Regions from separate parts of the Anas platyrhynchos genome. Here region 1 is linked to region 2. The links are chromatin contacts, called in public Hi-C maps. All regions are on one chromosome and are shown on one strand. The core of a region is the stretch at or near the end of the contact, and the rest is flanking DNA. Distances in the headings are between cores, read along the strand shown.

The links. Hi-C and Micro-C count contacts between places; a contact is called where the count stands out from the background.
Region 1: a Hi-C map of liver shows a contact between it and region 2, with 2.5 times the contacts expected there. The contact joins the promoter of LOC101800187 here to the enhancer-like site in region 2. A contact is called at or near these places in 2 of 8 Hi-C or Micro-C datasets (liver and subcutaneous adipose tissue).

The regions. Positions count from the first base shown.
Region 1 is chr15:6,976,234-6,980,271 of IASCAAS_PekinDuck_T2T, reverse strand. It overlaps LOC101800187, which reads left to right and starts at 1,744. Exons shown (of 16, transcript XM_027469135.3): 1 at 1,744-1,883.
Region 2 is chr15:6,855,979-6,859,716 of IASCAAS_PekinDuck_T2T, reverse strand. IFT140 (intraflagellar transport 140) reads right to left here. Exons shown (of 29, transcript XM_038186737.2): 13 at 3,446-3,563; 14 at 2,871-2,998. Among named protein-coding and RNA genes, the nearest start is that of IFT140, 20 kb to the right of the region's middle. Within about 2 kb of position 1,401, at least 1 of the 8 cell types and tissues checked has an H3K27ac peak or open chromatin away from gene starts, as enhancers often do. A contact at or near this core is called in subcutaneous adipose tissue, where this site is marked.

The sequences.
Region 1 (4,038 bases), core at 495-2,994, 120 kb before region 2:
ATTTTAGCATTGCTTTCTGTAGGATTTTGGTGACATTTATGATTTTCATGACATGTCTCACTACAGCGGTGTCAGGTCTGTGATGCATGTGGCTGGAGACATGGTCCATGCCCTAAGGCATTAGGAGTGTACAGCGATGGGGGAGGAAGGAGAAGTCCTTATCTGCTCGGAGTTTTCTGTTCCAGTGTTCCCAGTTTAAGAAAACATAGCTCAGTTTTGGTAGAAAACGTGGCTTTGTTCCGACTGCCTGTCTTTCTGCATCCCTCTCTGCAGCCTTACGCCGTGCACCTGAGGTCGGTGTGAAAGGGGTGGCTGCAGTTGTGGTGCCTGCCGTAGCTCTGTGGTGGCTGCCACCTACCCGTGCTGTGACAATCCCATAGCGCAGCTGTTCCAGGCCCTGGCTTGTGGCCAGCAAAACCCTTACAAGCTCCTCCAGCACAGTCCTCAGGAAAAATATAAAGATGAGGCAAGCTGGGAGTGTAAAGTATGGCAGTGCGATCAGTGAGGCCATGAGATGACAAGATGCTGTAATTTTTCTCAGACCATTCCTTCTCCTTACCAAAGCAAAGGAAAGGTCTCACTTTTGGGAACAAATTGTGGTGGTGTTTCTGCGGCAGGTTGAGACCAAGAATGTCGACACACCAAGGCAGCAGAAATCTGGGCGTGATCTCTGCTCCTTTTAGGCTTGGCATCCTCATCTGTAAAAAGATCCCTCGGCGAAGGTTAGGAAATGCAATCCCCTTCCATGCAGACCCTGCCTCTGGTGGGCTGAGTCACTGGGAGCAGCCTACAAAGGCTCTCCAAGAGATCCCCACAACGTTCAGCTGAAACCGTCCCAGTCCTGAGACTCCCTCTCCCAAGGCCAGCGAAGACAGAAGGAAGCCAACAGAACTTGTCCCACCAAATCTGTAACTCGAGTGACCGATAGCTCCTTCCGACAAGTTTTTTGAAGAGTGCTGGGGGTGGACTGTGGAACCAGCATCTAATGACCCCCAAAGGATAAAATATTCTGTTATCTTACTGAGAGGAGGAAAAGAATCAATCAGACCTTATTTTTGCTTTGAATTAGAAAGAAGCAGACCTTACCATTTCAAGCAAGACAAGAATTCAAACTAAAAGAAGGAAAGATTTGTGAGGAGTGATAAGCACCTGACCTGCAGTTTCTTAACAAAAGCAAGGAGAGATACTGCAATAAGATCATACGGCGCAGTGACAGATCTTTCTGCTGAAGCTATTTTACTCCAAGCACAAAGCTGCTTTATCTGCTTTGCTTAAAAGTGTTTTGCTGTTGGCTGTGCTGCTTTCATATTTAGAACTGAAGGAAAGTTTGCGAGCCGCGCTGCTTTAGAAAACTTTGACATTAAATTGCCACAGTGCTTTAATTACTGGCAGCAGTTCTTTCCCGTGGTTACTGAGAACTCTAAAGGAGTGACCATCTGCTGCGTTTGGCACGTCCGCCTGTTTCCCTTTGAGTGCATCCACAGGCGCTAGCCCCTGCGTGTCCCACCGCCACGATGGAAGAAGTCTGGGTTGTGTACCTGTGCCTGATCTTGCTTATCGTGGTGCTTCTGCTGATGAGGCACAACCCGCATTTGGAGGAGGCCAAGAAGGAGAGGGAAAGCAAAAGCCCTCCACCATCCTCTTCCTTTTTACCCAGTAATGTTGGCAAGCAACTGGAGCACACCCAGGAAGAGCTGGAGCACTATCTGGAGAGGCTAACCCACGTCTTGTTTGACTCAGAAGCCAGGAAAAGGGACGGCCACCATGACCAGAAATCCCACCACCATCAGCACAGAAGCGCTGATGCTAGGTCTGAACCTAAGGAGCACTCAGGAAAGGAGGCAGTGCACTCGCAGTATCTGTCGAGCCACACAAGGGTTCAGGTATGAAGCCCATAAAAACCTCCAGACCCAGCCAGACTCAGAGCTCCTGGCTGAGGTAGCAAGGTCTGCTGCAATGCGTAGCGCATGAATTTGGATGGGGAAGAGGTGGGGGGGAAGCCTCGCTGGTTTGAAGTACAATAATTCATATTTTTGCACTGTGTATTTCAACACGAAGCAGCACTGGGATATATCTGTATGTGGCACAGCTTGTAAGGACGTTGCATGTGTCAGATGTTAATTAGCAGCTATGCACGTGTGTGTACCTGTACGTAGATTACGTTCCCTCCTGTGCTAACAGAAACAGCTTTCATTCCTTATTTTAAGAAATTATTAGGCAAATTTCCAGCTGTTTATCGTCCCCTTTTCCCACCTACAGTGGTGTTTTGCCACTTTGCTCAGCTAAGGATGTGGCCCAGCAGGGCACTGGAGCTCTGCAGACACCTGTCCTAGCCCGTGGGGAACACGTGCTATTGAGCCACTGGAAATCCTTGGGTAATTTTTCCTCTTTGCGTGAAGATCGTGCGCATTGTACTCTGAAAACACGAATGTTGCTATTGGCAACCTGCAAATTTCTGTTCCTTGGCCAAGACACTTGTTTTAGGGAATGGAACAAGATGCATGCCTTTATATTTTTATCTTTCTCCTCATTGCAATACATCAGATTGTGCCCTTGAGATGACAGAGTTTCATGGCAGCTATGCAAGGCTGTGTTACTTTATGCTAGCAGCTGTTTGTATTCTTCACCCTTGAGACACATACCTTGCAGTGCCCACACCCCCCTCTGCCAGGGAGCACGTTCTGGGGCTAGGTGGGAACTGCAGGATGAAGACTTCACCTTAGAGGGGAGAGTCAGCCCTTGATGTGGGTAACTGCACCCTGCCAAAGAACCAAGAAACAGGTTTCTTTTCTTAGGTGTTGCTATAAACAGCCTTTTGGTGAGCCAGGCAGCTCCCTGAGAGAGTCCATTACGACTTCGTAGTCTTCAAGCACAGTCTGAGCTATTTGGAGGAATCAGTAGGTCCCGCTGGAGGGAGAGGGGCAAATATACAAACAGTGAGACTTACGCAAAATACATGGGTGGAGGAACTAATTCAAGTGGTTATTTACTTACGGGCACATTTCACTTACTGAAGAAAGTGCTATTAGTTTTAAATCTATTGCAGATCAGAAAATAGTCATATATTTTTTTCATATAAAAATGCATCATGTTGCAAAATAACATTAGATTTTTCTGTTTGTTTGTTTGTTTTTTTCCTAGTATGATTAAAGATGATTGTAGAATACAAATCACAGAGTGAGGGCTGTGGTCACCATTTTTGTACAGGTTAAATAGTGCTGCTTAGCTTCAGTGAACATCTCTTTTTCTTTCACTCTAAGTGTACTTATTCCACAGACTTGATGCAGCAGAGGATCCTCCTCTGGACAGTCAATAGCTTTAATATAGCTTAATTAGCTTAATATAAACACTGCTGTTACATGAAAAGAACACGGAGTGTGCAGAAGCAAAGTAACAAATTACCTTGTGTTGTTCCCCATATTGTGTTTTGGAAGCAATAAGAAAGAAGTCCCAGCCTGAACAATCACTTACCAGTAAGTTGTCCAGACGAAAGGCCCGTTTCTGTTCCTGCTGAGGTAAAACGGAAAGCTTCGCAACTTTGCTTGGAACAGCGCCGGTGCCAGGACTGCCGGGGTTTCTGTGTACTGGTCATGCCAAGTATGAATGTCAGGACAGGTTCAGGAGCTGTGTCTGAGGAAGCACGTTTACACGGGTGCACGGCCTGATGGAGGTGCAATCAGCTCAGACTGGGATCTGTGTGCATGGGAATGTGTGTGTGTATGTACGAAGGCTTTGGGGGCCCTCTCGCAGGTCAAAGTTGATGTTTTTGCTCAGGAAGGGGATTCAGCATTCTCTTCTTTCTTAGCATTTTGTGTCTCTTTCAAAGTGAGTGTAGCTTGTTGGAAGGTGCCAAGTTAGGATCTCTGGAAAAGGAACTCCTCGGTGTTGTCTAGCAGAGGCAGGATGGCTTGTAGCAAAAGCTGCTTCCAAAATATCAGTCGCAAGCAGTCACATCCAGGATTTCTGCTTGCTTTACCTGCCCAGTTCTGAGAAGCCTTCAGGTCTGCTGGTGCTGCTGTGTGGAGGGACTGATACCAC
Region 2 (3,738 bases), core at 152-2,651:
ACCAAAACCAACAAGAAATACAGAAATGGAGACAGAATAATTCCAGTCCATTCAGTGTATAAGCTTCAGATGAGGACTAACCAAGGGATAACCTTCAAATGATTATCAGTTATCTTGACTGCTAGCTCTGTGTTGCAACATTAACTATATGCATCTTCCCAACTTCCAAGGAGTCTGTATACACTAATGCCATGTTCAGTTTATTCAGCATAAGTCTACTATGACTATAGGACATAAATCATTTCAGGAAAAAAGCTGATACTGTCACAAATGCAAACAGGCACTCAAAATATGCTTTCACTGAGATCACATGTCCTACAGCAGCATTTGAACACACTTTAACTACTTAAACTTTAACTACTGCTACTACCAACTACTGTAGCATTGAGACTACCTCAGCTCTATTTTCTTGCAGGTTTTTACGATCTGCCCCAAGGTGGTTGTTGATACCCAGCCAGTTAAAGACAGCTTGAGTACACTGCTACGCATTTGGTTAAGCAGTAAAGTTTCTAGTCCATGTGCTTCATATTCAAATACAGCTAAGTAGTAGTGGCGGTGGTGGTCTAAGAGATTACAACTAGCAAACTGATGAAAATGATGGGGGGGAAAAATAGTTTATATTCTCAGGCAACAGATCTCTCTGAACTGGGAGTTCAAAGAGAGCTAGATACAGTGATCTATGTTTTCAACGCTCAACTTCCCAATGCTGAGGGAAACTGAAGTTGCAATTGAACATGACCTGCAGCTGAGGACCTCAGTCTTTAGATATGCCACTGTTCATTCCCTTTTCTCAGCACTGCACTTGAAATTAATATTGTGTTCTTAAAAGAATTCAGAGACATTACAAAATAGCGGAATAAGCACAAGGACAACGCCAGCAACTTTATGAAAGCTGCCCTCTGCAGTTCAAGAAATATCTTACTGCCTCCTTCAGGCATTTAAATATTACTTAGGGCAGGCCATGTGAAGAATGTAGACATACAGAATCTGACTATTTTAGCAATAGCTTAGGATTAGTCTGAAAAACGTTTATAAACAGGTGTCAAATCTTAAAGACTTTTTTTTCTTTGCTGTCAACTCTGAAGGGTGGAATTTGGGGTGTGTTTGAAGGGGATGGAGTAGAGATGGAAGGCAAATTAAGAATCATTAGGAAGTATACATATGTAGTGTCCTTCCCATGACATTTAAATCAAAATAAATTGCTCTCGAATTGAAAAACAGTATGATTTGGGAGTGTTTAGATTCTGCCTCAGGAGGACAGAGAAGGGAAAGACGTTTACCTGATTATTCTTTGATGAGTTTACTCATTTTAATTTCAAGATTCTCTAAAATGAAGCACAGATAAACAGACTCATGCTGACACTTACCCTAGCCTTTAAGCATCACTCAAATAGTAATACTAGTTTGTAGTGGCCTCTGTTGGGCTACACAGGATACTACACTCGAAAACAACTTTCTCATTACTCTTATTACATTGTTTGCTTGACCAAGATGTAAGACCCCAAATTTGCACTGTCCATAGTTACTAAGGAGCTGGGTATTTTTCTGTTTTGCAATGCTGAAAATAACAACTTTATATTTTTTCCCCCTGTAATATCTACACAGCTGTTGAAAAAATGAAATCACCTCCTCTTCTAAGGTTGTTATTTCTTAAGAAAAATACAGTAGGGAAAATTTTTGTAAAACCAGATAAATTCATACTAATATCCCACTGTACTTCCACGAGAAATCCTAGTTCACTGCATTTTTCTGCCTTGCTACTAGGATTACTAATACATTGTGGTGGTTTCACACAGGTAGGTAGCTCAACCCCACCAAACCACTCTCACTCCTCCTCCTCAAAAGGAGGAGGAAAAGAATAGGATGAAAAAAGTTCATGGGTTGAGATAAAGACAGGGAGATTGCTCAACAATTACTGTCATGGGCAAAACAGACCCAGCGTAAGGGAGATTAATATAATTTATTGTCTACTGATAATAGACTAGAGCAGTGAGAGCTAAAAGCAAACTAAAAACACTTCTCCCGCATACAGCCTCTTCCACCTTCTCCCCATGAGTGGAACAGGTAAAGAGGCAACAGGGGCTGCAGTCAGACAAGAACACTTCACCATCCGTCACTCCTTCATGGTCGCTCTTCCACAACTTCCCCTGCTACCAAAAACTTGCCACGTAAACCTAATACTTGTATTCACCGCAGAGCAGCTTATATAAAATGAAAACTGTGGGTTCTAAAAAGATGTTTCATGGAAGTTTTTATCCATATAAAACATTCTGTCTTGAAATTTAAATATATACATTTTTATATTTTATTATTTTTCTTTTTACCTCAGGAGGAACTCCAGAATGTCTTTTTTTTTTACAGTTCCTATCCCATAAGCTTGTCATGGAAGAGAAAGTCTCCAATATTTAACAAAATTATTCTAAGACCAGGACCCTGATTCCAGTCATATACCTCCACACATATTCCCCAGAGACCTCTTGAGCCAGATACGGCTTCCACACAGTTATCTCACTGCATTATTCTTTGCTGAATACCTCCATGAACCCTTTCTTCAGCATTTATAATTTCCTTTGGTAAAGAAGTTCCTTAGCATAGTTTCTGAAGAACCGCCACCACCTCCTGATTATTTTAAGCTTGCTTTCCATACTTTCATTTAACACTCCCTAGTTCACATATTGGAAGAGAAAGAGATGCAGTATTGGTTAGTACACAATATATCAGTTTTAGTTGAATCTTTAGAAAAAAAAAATAATTGGTATAAATTCCTACACAGACAGAGGAATACCAATAGCAAGATGTTGCTCATTTTCATATGACAGATTCCTATCTTAAAGCCTCGGGTAATATTTTTCAAAATAAAAGCTTCTTACCTGTCAATACGTTGTCCAGAAGAAAGCTTCTCTCTACCATTCCCCTGTTCATCCTTGAAATTAAAGACTGTAACTTTGTCCACTTCAACATCATAGAAACAGATCTTGGAATCAATGCTCCCATTTGCCTGAGAATGGGAAAAAAGTTGCTGAAGGACACAGGTAAAAAGCAAAAAGTTCAGACGGTATGCTCATCTAATTCAATTCATGCTCTTAACAGTTTCAAGTACTTGCAATCTCAAAAGAACAGTCAAAAGAAGTATCATAACATTTCTTGCTGTTTCTCTATTCTAGCGAGTTTGCCTTTGATTTCTTTGAAATGCTATAAAACAGTTTTTCAACTGAGCTACTAAAAAACTGGGCTGTTCGCCTCACCAAATATACAAAACCTTAACAGAGCTTAATTTTAGTGTTTGTTACATGCAACCTTTCAAGACCAACAATATCGTTTATAGAAAATACAGGTTTGTTTCTGTGAAGTTAAAGTGTCGTCAGTAATCATCTTGAACTGTACCAGTCTATTAACTGATCTGATGGTCAGGCCCTAGGGTGGTATGTGAAGAGTTTCACCTCACCTTGCTAACGAGGATGCTGACTTTGTTGCCGTTAGCATTGCACTTGACAGATGCAATGCTTCCAAGGCCAGGAAACAGCTCAGAGAAGTTCTTGCTATTGCAGTGCACTTTTGCCTCTCTGTGGAAAGGAATAAGTTTAAGTTGTATGGTAGCAATAAAGCAACAGTAGTTATCAGCCAAAATATTTTCAAATTACAGGTAAGAAAAAAGACCTCAAAAAAATTTTATTTCTTCCTTACAAGACTTTTGACCCAAACTCTAGCTTCCTCTCCTGTTGTGACCTGCCTTTCTTT